Linked DNA regions of Mus musculus: regions 1, 2 and 3 are each linked to region 4. The links are chromatin contacts, called in public HiChIP or PLAC-seq and promoter capture Hi-C maps. All regions are on one chromosome and are shown on one strand. The core of a region is the stretch at or near the end of the contact, and the rest is flanking DNA. Distances in the headings are between cores, read along the strand shown. Region 1 overlaps Usp43 (ubiquitin specific peptidase 43). Region 2 overlaps Gm40032 (a long non-coding RNA gene). Region 3 holds the start of Rpl26 (ribosomal protein L26). Region 4 holds the start of Ntn1 (netrin 1).

Region 1 (4,836 bases), core at 17-2,516, 530 kb before region 4:
AGTTTAGTTGTCCCTTTTGCTCTCATGTCTCTTGACAGCCTGGCAGCTACTTCTGCCTGGACGGCAGAGGCAATCTAAAACAAACTTGACCCCAAATTTTCTGGTGGTGCCCGAGAAGCTCAGGCAATGTCTACAGACAGGCCAGGGCTACTCTTCTTCCTCTGAGACTGAGCCAGTTGGACAGAAGTGGGCAAGAGAAGGGCTGGATGTCAACCACCATCCCTTGGGAGCCAAAGTCACCGTCCCTTCTCTCACCCCAAGTGTCCCTTTGCTCTAGAGAGGGAAGAGCAAAGCCTTGTGGGCAGAAACAGAAAAAGCAACAACAGGGTCCATCATGGGTGTGGTTACTCACAACCTAGAATCCCATCACTCAGGAAGCTGAGAGACTGAGTTCCTGGCCAACCAGTGTTCCACAGTGAGAGTTGGCCCCAAAGTAGAAATGACAACAGAGAGGACCCAGAAACAGAATAACTCAAAACAAAACAAAGAGCAGCAGCCGCAACAACACAGAAGAGCAGTTCCTAAAGGCACAGAGCTGTGCAACCAATGACCCTGAGGGAGAGAGACAGCATCAGGGTGTGACCTAACCAGGCTTACAGGGTCACCGCTAAGATCCCATGAGTCAGTAAATAGATAAGAATTATCTCACATCCCAGTAGGTGTGTAACCAGGAGCCTGCACCTGTCCCAGGATAGTTATAAATATGACTCAGCATACTTGTAAGTGAAACCATCACATTAAAAGATTGGACGCCTCTGATCTTGGAGCAAAAGGGCAGTCATAAGACCACATGGGAAAACGGAGGAGAGTGAGGGGGTAGAACCAGGAGCCACAGCAAACAACTAGAGGAATCTGAAGGCAAAAGACAATAACTCAAGGGAAATACAAGACAAAGTCCCAAAGAAAGGCCTGAGTGTGCAGAAGGAAGGCATTTGGGTGCGGGGTGGGGCTGAACACCCAGGCATGTGCTAGAATTTCTGAACTCTGAGGTCAGAGAGAATCTTAAAAACTTCCAGCCTGGGAGAACAAGAGACACTCACGTGAAAAAGAACAGTCTGGGCTTCTCACCTGCAGCCCTGGGGCAAGGAGATCGTGGGAAACCAGCTACCGATGCAGAAAGCAAAGAATTGCAACCCCAGAGCCCCAGGCCAGCCAGGCTACCACCCACTGGGGTGAAGGAAATACTTCTGTCTGCTAAGGACTTAAGAGCTCAAGTGCCTGAAGGGCTCTGACAAACACTGGCAGAGCAGAGATCTCAGGGCAGAGGGCAGAGAAGACAAACACGAAACCACAGTGCATCCCACAGTGCATTCCACGAACAGTCTATCCTCCACAGGGAAGGCCAGGCAGCCTCGGAAGGTCAGCTCAAGCCAAGTCGGGTACACAGGATGAACTATTGCAGCACAATGGGGGGAAGAATCCCCAATGGGGCAGAGGGAGATGGAGGAAGGGTTTCAAACCTCTCCTTGTGGGAAGGATGTCAGGGGAGAGGGGAGGGAAGGGCGCGGCTCCAGCTCCAGGGTTACTGGAGAAGAGAGAAAAGGCGATGAGGAAGCAGAATGCCTGGCAGGAAACAGCTGGTTTCTTACCGACTTCTAATGGCAGGAAAACGTGATTGATTGTCAACACCGAGAAAGCACCCAGGAACAAGGTAGGAAGAAAAGCAGAACTTGCAAATTAATTAGGAAAGGAAACCAACAGCAACCAACAAGTTTTTTGTTTTTTGGTTTTTTGTTTGTTTGTTTGTTTTTGTTGTTGTTTTGTTTTTTGTTTTTGGTCTGAAGAACCTGAACCTCAAACAGAAGTCACTGTAAGGCTACATACATGAGGCATTTACAAAAGAGCCATGGATTAGGGATGAACAGCTTAGAGTCCAGTGCTTGGGGTGTACCTGAGAACCAGCTGTCTCCTATTGTACTCTCTGTATCCACTCAGCTGTGGTTTTTCAGCCCCACCAGGTCTTCCACTCTTTTTTTTTTTTTTCTTGCCAGCTACCTGTAGCTGTCAGTGACAGCACCCTGCAGGTCCCATTTGGCACTCTCCCAAAGCTCCTTGCTCCTCAGTCCTCACTGTGTCATTCCTGCCACATGCCAGCATGGTAGGAATTGTACATTCTAAAGAAACATACATATCTAAAGAGACATTCATATCCCTCCCTTTGGCTAAAGTCAAGTGAAACAGTGCATCCCATTCAATTAGAATTTCCCTGGAATCACAGCTGAAAAAAGTCTGATTCCTCAAGATGAGAACTTCACTGCTGAATACACGTTTAGTCATCGTCTGAATACTTTACAGGAGAGAATTGAGCTAAAAATCAGGAATACATTTACAGATGGGAAAATAGTTGTTATATCGATTGGTTATATTACTAAGTTGTGCATACAAAAACAAAACAATAACAAAAAGAGACATATTTAAAGTGACATGGGGGAAAGGACTAAAGCAACCAATCACCTAATATCATATATGACAGTAAGCGCTCAAGCCCTCAAAAAGGTACACAGAGCACTTATAAAATAACAAAACAGACTTTTCCATGAAAGAAGATAACATTTGAGACGCTCATTCTTGGACCATAATTCGCCAAATTGGAAACAAAGAATAAAAAAGACGACCGCACGGTCTTGAATACTTGAAATTCCCAGATACCATCACAAGGGGAATGAAAGCTGAAGTGACATACTATCTGGGAAGGAAGAAGACCTACTAAAACCTTTAACGCCCAAGAAAAGCCACAGAGGATGATTATCAGGCTAAGGATTTGTCCTAACAAGCTGGGGACACCTAAGTGCCGGGGCCCTCTATTCACAACGGTCTCTGGGAAGGTCCCCTTGGGATAGATCTATCTCTTCCTTCCTTTCGTCCTTTCCTTTTTTTTTTTTTTTTTTTAAACATAGTTACATCTTCCTGCAGTTGTAAAGGTAGGGTGCTTTTATATTCCTTTGGCTCTCCAGCACCTCCTTTTCATATTTGCCCCAATTCTATGAGTTTTAAGCCCCAATAAACTCTGTCTTAGTCAAGGTTACTATTGCTATGACCACACGCCATGACCAAAAGCAAGCTGGGGAGGGAAGGTTTATTTACTTTATACTTCCACATCCATAGCCCATCGTTGAGGGAAGTCAGGGCAGGAAACCTGGAGGCAGAGCTGATGCAGAGGCCATGGAGGGGTGCTGCTGACTCGCTTGCTCCTCATGGCTTTCTCAGCCTGCTTTCTTATAGCACTCGGCTCTACTAGTCCACATACAATGGGCTGCCCCCCCATATCAGTCATTAATTAAGAAATACTAGCGGGGAGGCTCCCTTGGAAAGCAGAGCTCTTCCAATATCCAAGCAGAAGAAATCTGAATGTTTTCATATTGTTGGCAGCTGAGAGCCTCAGAGGACAGTTGGAGGAGCCTGGAAGAAAGCTGCCATTCCTTGCCCTGGTCTGTCTGGCAGAAACAGATGCAGAGGCCACATCCCATTGTAGGTGGGGTGCCTATGTCTCTGCAGCATCCCCAGGGATGTACCTAACACTTCTCTGAAAACCCTATTGAAAACCTGGGCCATTCTTTGGAGATGCCTCTTAAAGGAAGGGTGTTCAAAACATTTCTCCATGGGAGAGAGGTGCCATGCCTTTTGACAGGGCTGAGATAAACCAATGACTTTCTCACAGGCAGTACTGACAGGAAGGAACAAGCTGGAACCCTTGTTTATAGGCACTCTCCCAAAGGTACAGCCAGAACAATGTGAGAAAAAGAAATACCTGGTGAAAGCAAGATTTGGCTGCATCCAGTTCAGTTCTATGGAAATGAACTGTAAGGGCCTGGACTGGTTCTCAAGACACACACACACACACACACACACACATGCACCTACAGCATTCCATCTGGTGGTTGAATGGTGGGAACCCAAAATGCCAAACACCAGCTCGTAAAGCAGAAGGCAGCAAGAAGACTCTCATCACACTGACCCACTCACTGCTATCGACTGGGACTCTGGGATGTGCCAGGAACTGTGTTCTCAGATATAGTGATGGCTGAAGTACATGGAAACAAGCAGCTAGTGAGTGAGCACATAGACCAGGGCCCAGCAATTCCATTCCTAGGGATGGACTCAACAGAAACACAGGTGTATGCACAGCAGAAGACATGAGCCCAAATGTCACAGCAATACAGGTCGGAATATCCAGAGTGCTTGAGACCAGAAGTGTGGAAGGTTTCAAATCTCTTCAGATGTTGGGATAGGTAGAATAATGGAGATAGAACCCATCTCTAAACATGAGCTTTTTTATGCATCATTCATATATATATATACATACACACATATACATATATGTGTATATATATGCCGTGTGTACAAGCATAAAAGTGATTTATGTAATATATTCTTTTTTTAATTTAGAGTTATTTTATGTACTTTTTTTCAAGTGTTTTTTTTTTTCTTTTCTTTATTAGATATTTTCTTCATTTACATTTCAAATGCTATCCCGAAAGTCCCCTATACCCTCCCCCTGCCCTGCTCCCCAACCCACCCACTCCTGCTGCCTGGCCCTGGCTTTCCCCTGTACTGGGACATATGATCTTTGCAAGACCAGGGGCCTCTCCTCCCATCAATGGCCAACTAGGCCATCCTCTGATTTATATAATATTCTTAATAATTGGTACACAAGACAAGATTTCATGGTATGAAATTTTCTACAGGTAATGGCAGGATATTGGTAAGAGATTTTGTATTTTGAAGCATGTGGAATTTCCAGATTAAGTACACCCAACTGTTACTGTTGATTATAACTCCAAATTGGAGAAATCTCCTAAGTCTAGCCACTAGAATAAAATGTGACCTGTCCTTACA
Region 2 (4,614 bases), core at 663-3,162, 570 kb before region 4:
AGCCACATAATAAAATAAAATTAAAATAGGTCTTTAAAAAGCAATAAGCTATCTAACCTTTTGTGATCACCCAGGAGTCCCAAAACCTGGGATGGTCAAGTCCTCCAGCCTCACAGAAGGGATAATGTGGGGTTTGAATTTAGGAACGTATCAGCAAGTTAACTTTATTTTTGTGGGTTTGATTGTCAAAAGCACTGTGGGAGGTTGGGGAGAGGCCACAGCAGTGGCAGTCAGAATATGAGTGTGGCAGCATGAGGACAGGGAGGATCAGAGACAGAGATAGAGACAGAGACAGAGACAGAGACAGAGACAGAGACAGAGCCTCGGGGCCTATTCAGAGCTTGGCCAGAGTCCCTACCTGTTCCCTTACAGGCTCTGCTTTGTAAACTCCAGGCCAACAGTGTGTTATTATGGCAAGAGAGTCCCAACAGACGATGCTGTCACCTGATCAAATCGAATCAAAGTGAGGAGCAGTGAAGGACGGAGAAAGGAGGTACTACAAGGTGGTTGTGGTATGAAGAACAGAACAATGGTTGGTAAACCCACATCCATCTAGCTTTAGGATATCGATGTGCGCTTTAGATTTAAACTGAGGGTGAGTGAAGCAGAAGGGCAGAGGTTTGCATAACTAAAGAGTCCTGGCTAGGTGTGTCTGGTTGATCATTGTATCTGTTCTGTTTCTGGGGGGGGGGGCGGGTGAAAGAAGCCTTTCTTGCTTAAGGGGACATGCCAGCTCCCATAAAGTTCCTGCTTGAGGGTAATCTCATGATAAGGTGTCTTACCCATAAGGCTCTACTCTTCCTGTGATCCATGGTGACTTGCAAGTTTGGCCAATGTTGAGAGAGACCTGTGAATACCATTTAGGGTCTGGAATAGGACATTATGAGAGCTGACTGCTGGGTAAACTAACATCTGTGCCTTCTGTCTTGAAGAGGGGTGAGACTGGTTAGGTGTCACCAGTTTTTATATGGACATTCCTTGAGGGACTGACATGCCTGCACACTGAGTTAACCCGAAGTCTGACCCGAAGTTTTCAAACAAAGGAGATGGATGTGAAAGCAAGGCATAGATGCCAGGTGTCTGTCCTGCTTTTGTTATCTTGCAAGCCTGAGTGAGGAGTCAACTAGGACCTGCTGTAATGGGGACAAAGGCCCAGCCTTTGGGTGACTGAGGAAGGAAAGGCTGTCACTAGAAGCATGCATGTGGTCACTGAGGGTTGCATTCTGGCAAAGCAAGGACTCTGGAGTAGGGAAAGGCCACTAGGATTCCACTAAAACAAGCCAGGGAGATCAGCTCTAAGGAAAAAGGACCCTTCTGTGTATGTGAGTTTGCTCTACCATCCCCTGCTAGCTGGCCAAGGGTTTTCTTAAATTGAGGGATCCCAGAGCCTTGGGGGGGGGGGTGGACCTAATAGAAATGATAGGTGGATATCCCAAGCAACCCATAAGTCAAATTTGCCGTCTCCCTCAGGATGCAACGTGTGGCTCTGGGATGTCACTCTGCCACCCTGCCATGGTGGGGCATCTCACTAGCATAGTAAATGAAAGTCTCCAACCTTTATATTGATACACAGAATGAAACAAATAAATGAAATGTTAACAAGGTAGAAACAAAGAGGGGGGGGTGGAAACAGATATGCTATGCAATAAGAGTGGTGACCACCAAGTGGCACTGTTGCTCCAAACACATTTTGCCAACACCTTCCTAGAAATTCCACAAAGCAGCAAGAGTCCATGCACCGTATTCACAATGTCTTGTACAATCGTAAGAAGGATCCCATGAAGGTCTCCTCTCTGCTAGGCTCCCTGGAAAGACTTGCATTCCGTGTCACAGATGGGAAAAGTGAGGGTGTCCATGCTCTGCTGCCTGCTGCTGCTGCTGCTGCTGTGCTGCTCAGGGGAAAACGAGGGTGGCCTGGAGTGACTTAACCCCGAGGACACAGAGTGACTGGATGGTATAAAGGACCTAGGTAGCAGTAGCTGTCCCAGATCCCAGACTGGTTATTCTAAGACGCAGAAGAGATTAAAACACCTCTCAGCTCCATGCTGTGAAAGACAAAGGTGATTAGTTTCTTGTCTTTGCTTCCTGCCCCAAAATTGAAAAGAAAAAAAATCTTTTAAAGTGGACTAAGTAGAAAAGCATAAAGAAACAGATAAATCTATCACAATTCCCAACCATTTTTAGCACATGTGCCCTTCCCTGGGAAGATTAGAACCCTCACTGAGGCACCACCTAAACCCCCAGGTTCCTGCTCCAGGACAGGGCTGTGAGGGGACCTCACAAATTCACGATGGCCAGGCTCAAACAGTCGCTATTTGCCTTACCAGATCCTTTGTTGGCTGCATCTCAGTGTCCCCAGGAGATGGCAGCAGTGGGCTCCCCTGGCTATTGACTATTGATGGGGCTCTGCCTCTGGAGATTGCCTGGCAGGAGAAAATGAGGCCAGGGCTCTTAACTTCCTCAGACTTCCATCGGGTTGCTGTGGTTGCCTGGACAGGTGGGCAGCAGATGTACCCTTAGGCTATACTATGGCTAGACAACTCCTCCCCTCATCCCTGGAGTTCAGGGAGGTTAACGGGTCTTGCTGTTGTTAACCCCAAGGGTGTTTCATAGCCCCTTGCCGGTTTCTGTTAACTCTAGCCACACTGCTTGACTAGTTTCTGCCTTATAATTTCCTAGGTTACCTCATTGCCTCAGAAACAGACCTCTGGCAATGTCTATGAGGATGTCTCTAGAGACTCTAGGGAAGACCCACCCTGAATATGAGTAGCACCATTCCATGGGCTAGGGTCCCAGAAGGGGAGAGTGAGCAGAGCACCAGCAGTCTCCTCTCTGTCCCCACAGCATGGTGAGCCAGATCTGCATAGGAGGAGGGGCTCCCAGGACGTCAGCACCAGCAAAGTGTATAATGCCCAGTCAAGGCTGCCCACTGCCAGCTCTGCCTGGGACTACAGTCAAGATGGTCTTTAACTCAGGATCTCTCACAGGAGTGAATCAAAGGTTGTTGAAGATATACCATGAGCCAATCTGAGTAGACCTTGGGCCATCCTGGTTGTCCATGGCTTCTTGCAGTCACTGTCATTCTGCATGCTGAGACAACTGTGTGAATGCTTAGGAAGTCAATTGTGACTTGGGCAGAGGGAGGGACATGACAGGCAGCAAGAACCCAACCTAGACATTTATTTCCTCAAGTAACTCAAAAGTTTTGTTTTGGGGCTGGAGAGATGGCTCAGTGTTTAAGAGCACTGGCTGTTGTTCCAGAGGTCCTAAGTTCAATTCCTAGAAACTACATGGTGGCTCACAACCATCTGTAACGGGATCTGATACCCTCTTCTGGTGTGTCTGAAGACAGCTACAATTTACTCATGTACATAAAATAAATAAATATTTTTTTAGGAAAGTTTTATTTTAAGCATTTAGATTTAGTGTATCAAATATCCCTCTACCCCACTATCACCCAGGTGGCATGCTTCATTGCCACCCTCGTCCCGTTGTTGGGATAAGAGGACAGCAGTGGCACCAGGGCTATTATGTCCTATCTGCTTAGAAGTAGGGTTGGTCAGCCATCTGATGGCTAATGGCTTAAGCCTGGTCCACATGCCATCTGTAGGCCAGGAGTTACGGGACAGCACTGTCTAAACAGGAACAGAGCAGTGTAGCATCCTTCCCCCAGAGCAAGCCATCTCCTACACTAGCCACACTCTCAGCTTCAGCAATGGCAGATGGCTCGCATGCATGCCAAGAGCATTCAAACTCACTTCGCCAGCCTCACACCGTTGTTGTATCTCTTCAGCCTTTGCAGCCAGAATTGCAAGAGAGGCTACGTGCCTGGAGGAATCCCTCTGCCAACAGGGGGGCAGATTGGCAGGCAGTGCCCCACCCTCTTATGCTTTGAAGACACATGCCCTATAACTACGATGCTTTCCTAAAGAAATGGATAGCTTTCGCCTTCCAGACACAGCAATTCTTTTTTATACATGTGTTGTTCCCTAGAGGAGCCAAAGAACGAGCACATAGGAAAGATTAAAGATTCATTTCCTGCCCGACTTGAATCTTCATCACCTCATGCAACGTTCTCAAGTCTCCAAATCACCTATTGGTTCTATTGTTACAAGAAACACACATACACACACTATGTGTATGTACATATATATCATCAAGGAGGGTAGGTAGCTTAGGCAAAGTTGTGTAGCTGATCAATTGAAAAGCCTGCTGAATGGAGATGACCAGATGGATCATTCAAGTTCCAAGAGCAATAATATATGCTAGAAGTGGTTGAGACTTCTAGTTGCAGTATCAGGCCAGCCATCCTTTTCCCAGTGTGTCTACAATAGTACTTGGGAAGCCATGGGGTGCAAAGGTAAGGAATGTCCCTTAGGAAGCTATGGCTGAGAGTCTCTTTGACTAGCCAGTGATCTATAGACATAAAGGAGGCCTTTCTAAAAGTTATCTTTTTACTTTTAAAAACTATTTTATTTTATGTGTTGGGGTGTTTTACCTGCATATATGTCTGTGCACCATGAGCGTGCTTAGTGTCCACAGAGACCAGAAGGGACATTGGAGCTCCTGGAACTGGAGTTATAGACAATTTTGAGCTGCCATCTGGGTGCTGGG
Region 3 (4,837 bases), core at 399-2,898, 510 kb after region 4:
CAACTTGACAGTTTGTAGGAACTGTCATATCGAGTTTCCCAAGACAGGATTTCTCTGTGTAGCTCTGATATCGAGTCATATCGTTTCTAGGGGGACCCGGAGAGCCAGCCTCATAGGTTCTAAACTTCTCTAGAAGTCATAGGTCCTGTGTCCCTTTGCACCTTCCTGTCACTGCTCCGTACCTCAGTTATCCACTCTGTAAACTGAGGACAGTACACCTGCATCAGCCTAAAGACGTTAGTGATGTGAAAGGGTATAGAAGAGTGTGTCCTGCCTAGTGTTCCGTAAGCTCCCTGTATCTTAAGACAGTATGTGCCTCCTGTTAGCATGACGGCTATATTATCTACAGAAACCGATGCCTCCGAACCCATTTGCAGAGAATCGGATCCCCTTGACCTACCTCCATCAGATCTGGAACCGAGAACTCTCAGGAGGGGGTTGAGGTCATAGTTTTAAAGGGTACACCTGTCTGCGATGAGAGTGTCCCCCCACCCCGTGTCTCTTTCTTTTCTTTCTTCCTTTCTTTCTTTCTTTCTTTCTTTCTCTCTCTCTCTCTTTCTCTCTTTCTCTCTTTCTTTCTCTCTCTCTCTCTCTTTCTCTCTTTCTCTCTTTCTCTCTTTCTTTCTTTCTTTCTTTCTTTCTTCCGTTCTTTCTTTCTTCCGTTCTTTTTCTCTTTTCATGTTTTCAGTTTTTCGAGACAGGGTTTCTCTGTGTAGCCTTGGCTGTCCTGGAACTCACTCTGTAGACCAGGCTGGCCTCGAACTCAGATATCCGCCTGCCTCGCCTCCCAAGTACTGAGATTAAAGGCAGGCGCCACCAATGCCGGCTTTTCCTTTTTTTTTTTTTTAAATTGGATATTTTCTTTATTTACATTTCAAATGTTTTCCCCTTTCCAGGTCTCCCCTTCGGAACTCCCCTATCCCATCCCCTCTGTCCTTACCTCCCCCACCCATCCACCCACTCCCGTCTTCCCGCCCTGGCATTCCCCTACACTGGGGCATGGAACACCCTCAGGCCCAAGGGCCGCCCCTCTCACTAATGTCCAACAAGGTCATCCTCTGCCCCGTTTGTGACCGGAGCCTGTAATCTTTTGTTGGTGGTCCAGTCCCCGGGAGCTCCGGGGGATCTGGCCTCGGGTCTGTTTGTTTAAGTGTGATTTGAACCGGCAACTTGGCATCATCAGGGGGCCAAGACCTATTTCCGTCCAGGTGAGGGATGGTCTCAATTTCGCAGAAGGACCCAGAGTAGTCTACCCAGATGTGGGGGCGGCCGGCTGGGGCTAATTATAAGAACTAACTCCTATGGGTCAAGTCACCGAGGTAACCGTCTGGCCAAGGTCCCAGAGCCACTCGGCGCCTAAAAGTAGGTCTTGCGCTTCGCCCGGAGCCCAGGAATGAAAGGGTGAGGTCCCCCAGGTCCTCTCACGCCGGCCTACCGTCCCTAAGCAACCCTCTTCATCCCAGGAGCACTGCCTTCCCCAGAGGACTAAGCCTACCACGCACACCTCCGAGGGATGACGTCAGGACCCCTCGCAGTCCCCCTCCGAGCCGCTAGATGTCGCTAAACTCCCATTCCTAGTTTCTTCTTTTCTCCCAACCTCCTCTCCCCTTTCGCTCCGAGACTCTCGCGAGATCTCGCGGCAACTTACAGAACCGGAAGTCGCGTGTAGTTCTCTTTCCTTTTGCGGCCATCGGTGGATCGCAGCCGGTGAGTTCTCGGCGGGTTGTCGCTGGTAATCCGCAGCCATCCGCGGCGAGGCGAGGAGGCTTTTCTGTCCCGAGGCCCCGAGACGGCCTTGCTGGCCCGGCATCAGCCAGGGAGCCGAACTGGGGCGGGCTCGGTCCGTGTCTTTCCTAGCCAGGGCCCGCGGGGCTGGAGAGGGTTAAGGGGACCAGGTTCGTGGACTCGAAGGCCGGCGGGGCCCATGGAGATGGAGTTAAATAATCATAAGCCCCGGGTCAGCCGTGCGGTTGCCCTCTCGCCAGTTGGGAGGGCTTGGAGATCCGCCCTTGCTTCCATGCTCAAGTGGGGGGCAAAATGCAGAGCACCAGAAGCGGTAAATGAGAAGGTAAAGACCGACGCTGTGTAGGACCCTCCCGGGATGCTGAAGTTGGAAAGTCAAGTTTAAAAGTAGGATAGGTGTTACTAATGGCAGAGTCTTCATCTTGTTTTCAGTCTTTAAAGACGAAAAAACCCTCAGATGGGAAGGTCTGGAGTAACCGAGCATGATACCTTCCAGTGAACGTTGTGTGCTTTCAGAGTGGAGTTGATGCTGTTTAGGGAACTGGTTGAGACTTGAAACGTTAAAGGGTCTTCTGGTTTTTGTTTTTGTTTTTTTTGTTTGTTTTTAAGCCAAAATGAAGTTCAATCCCTTCGTGACTTCTGACCGAAGCAAGAACCGCAAACGGCATTTCAATGCGCCCTCTCACATTCGGAGGAAGATCATGTCTTCCCCTCTTTCCAAAGAGCTGAGACAGAAGTATAACGTTCGGTCTATGCCCATTCGGAAGGATGACGAAGTTCAGGTATGTGTCCTTGCTTGGCGAGGCGAAGCTGAATGGAATTTTACGATTATTTGGGGGGCGCGGGGGGGGGTGAGAAAACCTGCATTTGATGTATGAAAGGGTTGCTTTGCATCAAAAGAACTGGAAAGCAGTGTGCTTTTTGGTCCTGCCTCAGCGGTTTGCTAATGTCTTTGTGTGGGGTTCTATTAGCTCTATTGGGGAGAGATTATCTGTAGCTGTAATTTATAGCTAGTGATTGGTAAGTTCTGGAAGTCTTTAAAAGAACGCAGGGTGGGTTTCTTTGTGTAGGTAGCCCTTGGCTGACCTGGAAAAGAGATAAGATAGAGCCCTAGGATAAAGGGTGTGCACTTCGAGACTGGCACATCTTAACACTTTTTAAGAATACTTAATAAAATGAAACACTTCTTTGGGAGGATCGACATGGGTTGAAAACAGCTATAGGATGGCAACAGTCTTGATTTGTCTGTTATTTAGAAAGCCTTTCTTTGCTATAGGTGATTGGCCTGGTTTGTTTCCAGTCTGTGAAGATGAAAAGGTTGGGGATTTAGCTCACTGTTCACATAGTGCTTACCTTGTATATACAGGTCCTGGATTTGAGTCCCAGTAACCCCATTCCCACCCCAAAAAGGGGACGTGTGGGTCTGCTGGAGGTGCACAGTGTATGAATGATTCGGCAGTTCTGGTTCTCTGGGTTACACTCTAGCCCTTGCTCAGTTTTTTTTTCACTTGCACTCAGGTTGTTCGCGGACACTACAAAGGCCAGCAGATTGGCAAGGTGGTCCAAGTGTACAGGAAGAAGTACGTCATCTACATCGAACGAGTCCAGCGAGAGAAGGCTAATGGCACAACCGTCCATGTGGGCATCCACCCCAGCAAGGTGGGTGTTTTTGAAGGAGGAAACCACTAGCTTTGGTGCTTGATTGCTGTTTACATGGCACCTGCAAGTGGCCCCTGTGATCAGTGAGGCCATTGATAACACCATTATGAAGTGGGCTTAAGGTATTGGCAGTAAAAAGCAACCTGGAGCTGAGGTTGTGATCCCATAAACTGATTATATAAGCCAAAGTAGAACATCCCATAATACATATACCTGTCCTATATATACTTTTCATGTCAGTTATTCCAAATTTGTGATTGGATTGTTTAATGTGCACAGCAACCACTTAAGGGGGTTCTCAGACTTAAATTAGTGCTAAAAATGTAATTTTCAAACTGCAGAAAACCCAAAAGACCGACAGACAACATCAGTATTAAAATTGTACCATGATTTCTTTCCCTTCCCCACCACATAGTACATGTCATGGTTGCTTCTGTGTGTGTGGAACCCATGTAGATCAAAGATGTGGGTCTGTTGGCCCTCTCTCCAGCCCAGCACATGACCTTAGTGAGCTCTGAGTTTTTGTTTTTCTGGTACTCAGAGGTCTGCCTGTCTCAGCCTCCTGGGTGCTGAAATTAAAGTCCTGTGCCACAATGCACGCCCCATGTAAGGTGTCTTTTAATGTACATGAGTACACTGTTGCTCTCTTCAGATACTACCAGAAGAGAGCATCTGATCCAATCACAGATGGTTGTGAGCCACCGTGTGGTCACTGGGAGTTGAACTCAGGACCTTTAACAGAAAGAACATTTTCTGTATGTAACATTGTAGTGGTTTTTGGGTTTGGTTTTTGCTTTCCACCACTAGCTCAGTTTTCAAGGAAAATGCAGTGGTCAGTTCTTGGTCTCTGGTCCTTAGTGCAGCAAGTGATAAGATTAGACTAGCTGGATAAACTCTGAGCTTCTGCTCCAAAGCTGCATCATCATTTGTATTTTAGAAAGAGACATTTAGGTATCTACTACCCTGGGTTCAGGGAATGGAAAGTGGGACCTGTAATTGGGCCTACGTTGTTGCTTAAAGCTTAGGGCTGCTTCTTTTTGTGCAGGTCGTTATCACCAGGCTAAAGCTGGACAAGGACCGCAAGAAGATCCTGGAGAGGAAAGCCAAGTCCCGACAAGTAGGAAAGGAGAAGGGCAAATACAAGGAAGAAACGATCGAGAAGATGCAGGAGTAGAGACATCTCGTGCACGGCTTTCATTAAAGACTGCTTAAGTAGTCCTGTCTTGTGTGGTGTTTTCCAAGTACCTTGTTTTCTGTGGCTTACTCTGCTTCTGTGTCAGTCTTTGGGGTCTGGAAAGGACAGCCACCCTCAGATGGTCTGATAGCACTATGACAAGTTATGTGGAATCAGGAGCTATGATGAATTTAAACCTTGGAATGGCCCTTATTTATAGGAATAGCCAGTTGAAAATATTCCTAATCGACTGGTACCTGG
Region 4 (4,245 bases), core at 287-2,786:
AGACACTGCATAGTAATAGGAGTCGCGCGCCAGCTCCGAGTCGTCTTCGTTCTCGTCGCCGAACGTGTGCAGGCGGCTGAAAGCCACGCGGATGTCGGTGGCCGTGACCCAGTCCTGCAGCACCGGCGAGTTGTCGAAGTCGTGCGCCGAGGGCCGCCCGTCCAGCGTGCTGAAAGCGATCAGCCCGCCAGAGAGCGGGCGCATGTCGGTGTGCGAGTCGGTGCACACGGCCTCCTGCTCGTTCTGTTTGGTGATAGGCGCGCGGTGCGGCCGGTTGTACATTTTGCGGCACTGCGTGGAATAGAACTGGAAGGGCACCCACGTGCGCCCGTAGTCCATGGACTTGTAGATGGCCATGGACTCTGGCCGCGGCGAGCAGAATTGCAGGCTCACATAGGTCACCTCAAACTTCTTGCCGAGCGACAGAGTGAGCGTCACGTTGTGCGGGAACTGCAGGTAGTTCTCGGACTGCCAGCACGTCAGGTTGTGCGGGTTATTGAGGTCGGTGAGGAAGGCGGGCGGGTGCGCTTTCTTGGGATCCGAAGAGTTGCAGAGGTGACAGGAGCGCAGCCGCTCTTCACCACGCTCGCTCACCACGCAGTAGCGCGCCGGGGGCCGGCCGCAGGTGCTGGACACGCGCACGTCCTTGCCGAAGGCCGCGTTGACAAAGTCCGGGATGCAGCGGCGCGGGTGTCCATTCTCATCCGAGCAAGGATCAGGCTGCGCCGCCTGGCCGGCGAACATGCTAAGCCCGGGCCCGCCGCGCACCGCGCCCACCAGGCACGCCACCGCCGCCAGCGCCGCCAGCGCCTCCCACACAGCGCGCATCATGCTGTGGCCAGCTTGCCCCGGCCCCGCCGCGCCAAGGAGTCGGTTCGCCCGCCGCACCAGGCGCCTGCGGAGAGAGGGGAGCCGCGCTCAGCCAGCCAGCAGCCAGCCCGCCCCGCGCCCAACAGCCCTCGGTGGAGTGGCGGGCAAGTGCCCCGCTCCCCGGGGTACCAACCCCGAGACTGCCCACTTCCCTCCCCCAAAGTCCGGGGGACCCCGAGCGCAGGGGCTTCCAAACCTGAACCGCCCGCGCCCCTTCCTCCCGGCTTCCCCAGCCTCCCGGCCAACCGAAGAGCAAGCCCGCGCCCATCTGCCCATCCGCAGCTATGCCCATTCTCCTTGCTCCCTTAAGCCTCAGGCGCAGCAGGGCTCCAGATCCCCCAACCACGCACGGGCTCAGCGTCCTTTTCTCTTGCCACCTGGGGTCCTTCCTTTATAAATGCCCCCTCCCCAATCGCGTCCCCGCTGGGGATTCCGCGTAGGAGACTTTACCTCTAAGTGATGGCAAAAGAGAAAGAAAAGTTTGCCTGGCCCAAGCCGGGGAGCCCGCGCGCCGGACTGCAGAGAGCCTCTCGCTGGCGGCTAGCAAGAGCGTCCTGTCTCAACGCGGGCTTGCCAGCTCCATGCCCGGCGCGGCCGCCGCTGCCCCAGCCCCGGCCCCGGCCGCCACCGCCGCCGCCTCTTCCTCCCGAGTGACGACGCGGCCGCCGACTCCCGCCGCGGTCCGAGTGCTGCCCTGCCCGCCCGGGGCGCACACACACACACACACTCACGCTCGCTGGCGCGCACTCACACACGCACGCACGCCCCCGAAGGCTCTGCCGCCGCCCGCCGCTGCCGCTGCCGCTGCCGCCGCCGCCACCACTCGCGCTAGGAGTGGGGGGCGGAGGGGAGCGCGGAGGCGGGGCCGCCGGGCGGGGCGCCGGCCAGTAACGTCGGCAAGCAGCCGCCCGCTCACGAGCAAAGTTTTAACCCCGGGAAGAAGAAAGTTAAAGCCAACGGGCCCGGGATGCTCCAGAGGGCGAGAGCGAGCGGGTGGGAACCTGGGAGCCGGAGAAAGAACAGCAGAGACAAAGAGAAAGCAAGAGGAGCGCCCGGGGAAACCCCGGAGAGGGGGCAGGGCCGGCGCGCACCCTGTGGGGGTGGGGTGGGGGCGAGAACGGCTTTCTCCCTCCCGGTCCCAGCCAAACACATCTGTGTTTGTTTTCTTTTCTTCGCAGAGGTCCAGCCTTCCTCCAACCCAGACTGGTGGCCCCGGTGGCACTACGCTCAGGGCCTTGCCCCTATGGGCACTCGGCCCCAGAGGCGTGAGGAAGGGGAACTGGAAAGGGATGTGAACTTTCTGCCCCTAGGCTCTAGGGGATGGGGTGGGGGGCAACAAGAGGCAGCGCCTAAACCTCACAGAGTTGTCACTGCCAATTTTCTTTTAGGCCTGGAAGCTGTGGTGATTCGAGGCTAAAGGCCAAGAAGCTCGGACGCACCTGGATAGTGGCCTACTCAGGTCTATCCTGAACTTCAGAGATGGGGCCAGTTCAGTTCTCCCAGGGTCCCCTGAAGCTGACTTGGCAGCTCCTAGATCCTTTTTTTTTTTTAATATCCCTAGGGAGATTCCCACAATAGCTTTGCATAGTACCAATTGACTCTACTCTTCAACTAAGGGTGTGGAGGCTTCAGAGGCTAGGGATAACTTTCCCAAATTTCTGGCTACTTATATGTGTGTGTGTGTGTGTGTGTGTGTGTGTGTGTGTGTGTGTGTGTATGTATGTGTGTGTATATATATATAATTTGGATACAGTAATCTGGGCTCCTGGCCTGAGGCAGTGGTGTTCTCCTGTGGGTGGTGTGCTTTTGCCACTTCAGCTACTCTGGAGGCCGAAGGCTTGAGAGCTATCTTAAGCCCAGGAGTTCAAGGCCAGCATGGGGAACATACCCCATCTCAAAGAAACATGAGCTCTCTCACCACGTTTGTCTAATGGATAACCTCGCGCAATTACAGTCTCCTGGGGTGTCCTCGGGCCACCCAGCCTCTGGCCTGGTTCTCTGTTGCCTTAACAAAAGGACTGTGAACAAGAATGGTAACCTTTGGCTGTCTTGCAGCTACAGCCAGAGTTCAGAGGTGAGAATCTATCCAGCTGCGAGCTTGAAACTAGTTACTGTTAAGTTTCTTTCTCATTTAGAATGTGATTCAATAACAGACTCAGACAGAAAAACTCCACTCCTGATTCTGGCCCAAGGGCTTCCTTGCTTCAGCCCGCCTCATTCTGTTCCTTCCACTTTCATAGACTCTGAGAACCTAAGAAAGGGCCTCGGGGATGGGCTGGCCCAGCTTGTTCTCCTTGGACGAAGGCCCTTCTTCCTGGTCTTCCTGAGAGCTGGCCACCCAAGCCAGCTCTTCCAGGGAGGCAGGCCAGCTACAGCCCAAGGAAATAAATCCATGTCATTGCGGGGACAGTCTGGACTCACCCTTGGTCCCTGGGGTTGTGTTTTAGCTTTGCCTGTTTATGTCGTTTACCACTCTGTACTGTTTATTTATGCCTTGCCTTGTGGTAGAAAGGACTGCAGGTGAGTTACAGGGGTACTTAAAACACGGCAAAATAACATAAATCAGAAATGAGGCAAAAGGGACTACAAGAAATGTTTAACCATGGTGGACTTTGACATCTCAGTGGTATGCTGGAAGGAGACAGGGCACTTGGAAGAACACAGTTTGGAGCCAGAGTGCCTGCATCCAACTAGTGCCTCTGCTGTGTGGCCTGGGCAAGTCTTTGCATCTTTCTCAGCCTTGACTTTCTCACCTATAAAAGAGGGATACCAATATCTCTACCTCACAGGATCATGAGCATCAAATTAGTTGACACACAGGAATATTACAACTTATAGTACATATGCTTACATAGTGTAATTACATAACAACTCAAATAACCTGCTACATGTATGTCTATGTAAATACACATAAAACCAGGACTGGGGTGTAGCTTTCTGGTAGAGTGCTTGCCTAGCACACAGAAGGCCCTTGATTCAGCTGCTAATACTGTGTGAATAAATAGACACATATACAGAAAGCCAGCCATACGGTAAAGAAGCATTATGAATTTATCAGTATTAAATTGCTAAAGCAACACAGAAAATTTTAATTACTTCAAGAACATTTAATTATGTGGAAAGAGTTTTGTGACATTGGAAAAGCAAGCTGGAAAAACGTGGGCAATCTAGTGTCATATGTGTGTGTGTGTGTGTTCATTAGAAGACAGTGTCAGTAGTGGGTTTGTCTTGAGAGGGAAATGACTCGTGATGTTGACTTATCTTTGCTGTTATGTTCTCAATTTTCTATAACACAATAGGAAGGAAATCTAAGAGAGAAAAAGGCAAAGGGAAGACAAAGTAGACGCGGGAATAATGCCAAAATTCACCCGGGGA

Evidence for each region. Promoter capture Hi-C pulls out the DNA fragments that hold promoters and counts their contacts. HiChIP or PLAC-seq counts read pairs in DNA pulled down with a chosen protein or histone mark.
Region 1: a promoter capture Hi-C map of embryonic stem cells shows a contact between it and region 4, with 3 times the contacts expected there. The contact joins the enhancer-like site here to the promoter of Ntn1 in region 4. A contact is called at or near these places in 5 of 39 promoter capture datasets (the 3T3-L1 cell line, the C10 cell line, embryonic stem cells and 1 more) and 3 of 115 datasets of contacts at active chromatin or transcription factors (forebrain, neural tube and pancreatic cancer cells).
Region 2: an H3K4me3 HiChIP or PLAC-seq map of embryonic limb bud shows a contact between it and region 4, with 5 times the contacts expected there. The contact joins the enhancer-like site here to the promoter of Ntn1 in region 4. A contact is called at or near these places in 9 of 39 promoter capture datasets (the 3T3-L1 cell line, the C10 cell line, cranial neural crest and 6 more), 1 of 484 Hi-C or Micro-C datasets (cortical neurons), 7 of 115 datasets of contacts at active chromatin or transcription factors (embryonic forebrain, embryonic limb bud, embryonic stem cells and 4 more) and 1 of 9 other capture datasets (embryonic stem cells).
Region 3: a FOXA1 HiChIP or PLAC-seq map of pancreatic cancer cells shows a contact between it and region 4. The contact joins the promoter of Rpl26 here to the promoter of Ntn1 in region 4. A contact is called at or near these places in 2 of 115 datasets of contacts at active chromatin or transcription factors (embryonic stem cells and pancreatic cancer cells).

Annotation. Positions count from the first base shown.
Region 1 is chr11:67,860,300-67,865,135 of GRCm38.p6, forward strand. All of the region lies in intron 14 of Usp43 (ubiquitin specific peptidase 43), which reads right to left. Among named protein-coding and RNA genes, the nearest start is that of Gm40032, 18 kb to the left of the region's middle. Within about 2 kb of position 1,267, at least 67 of the 459 cell types and tissues checked have an H3K27ac peak or open chromatin away from gene starts, as enhancers often do. A contact at or near this core is called in embryonic stem cells and pancreatic cancer cells, where this site is marked.
Region 2 is chr11:67,818,014-67,822,627 of GRCm38.p6, forward strand. All of the region lies in intron 2 of Gm40032 (a long non-coding RNA gene), which reads right to left. Among named protein-coding and RNA genes, the nearest start is that of Dhrs7c, 22 kb to the left of the region's middle. Within about 2 kb of position 1,913, at least 20 of the 459 cell types and tissues checked have an H3K27ac peak or open chromatin away from gene starts, as enhancers often do. A contact at or near this core is called in cortical neurons, embryonic limb bud and pancreatic cancer cells, where this site is marked.
Region 3 is chr11:68,899,918-68,904,754 of GRCm38.p6, forward strand. Rpl26 (ribosomal protein L26) reads left to right here and starts at 1,649. Exons shown (of 4, transcript NM_009080.2): 1 at 1,649-1,707; 2 at 2,353-2,525; 3 at 3,262-3,402; 4 at 4,448-4,617. The coding sequence starts at 2,358. The coding sequence ends at 4,576.
Region 4 is chr11:68,385,290-68,389,534 of GRCm38.p6, forward strand. It overlaps Ntn1 (netrin 1), which reads right to left and starts at 1,537. Exons shown (of 7, transcript NM_008744.2): 1 at 1,321-1,537; 2 at 1-895. The coding sequence starts at 831.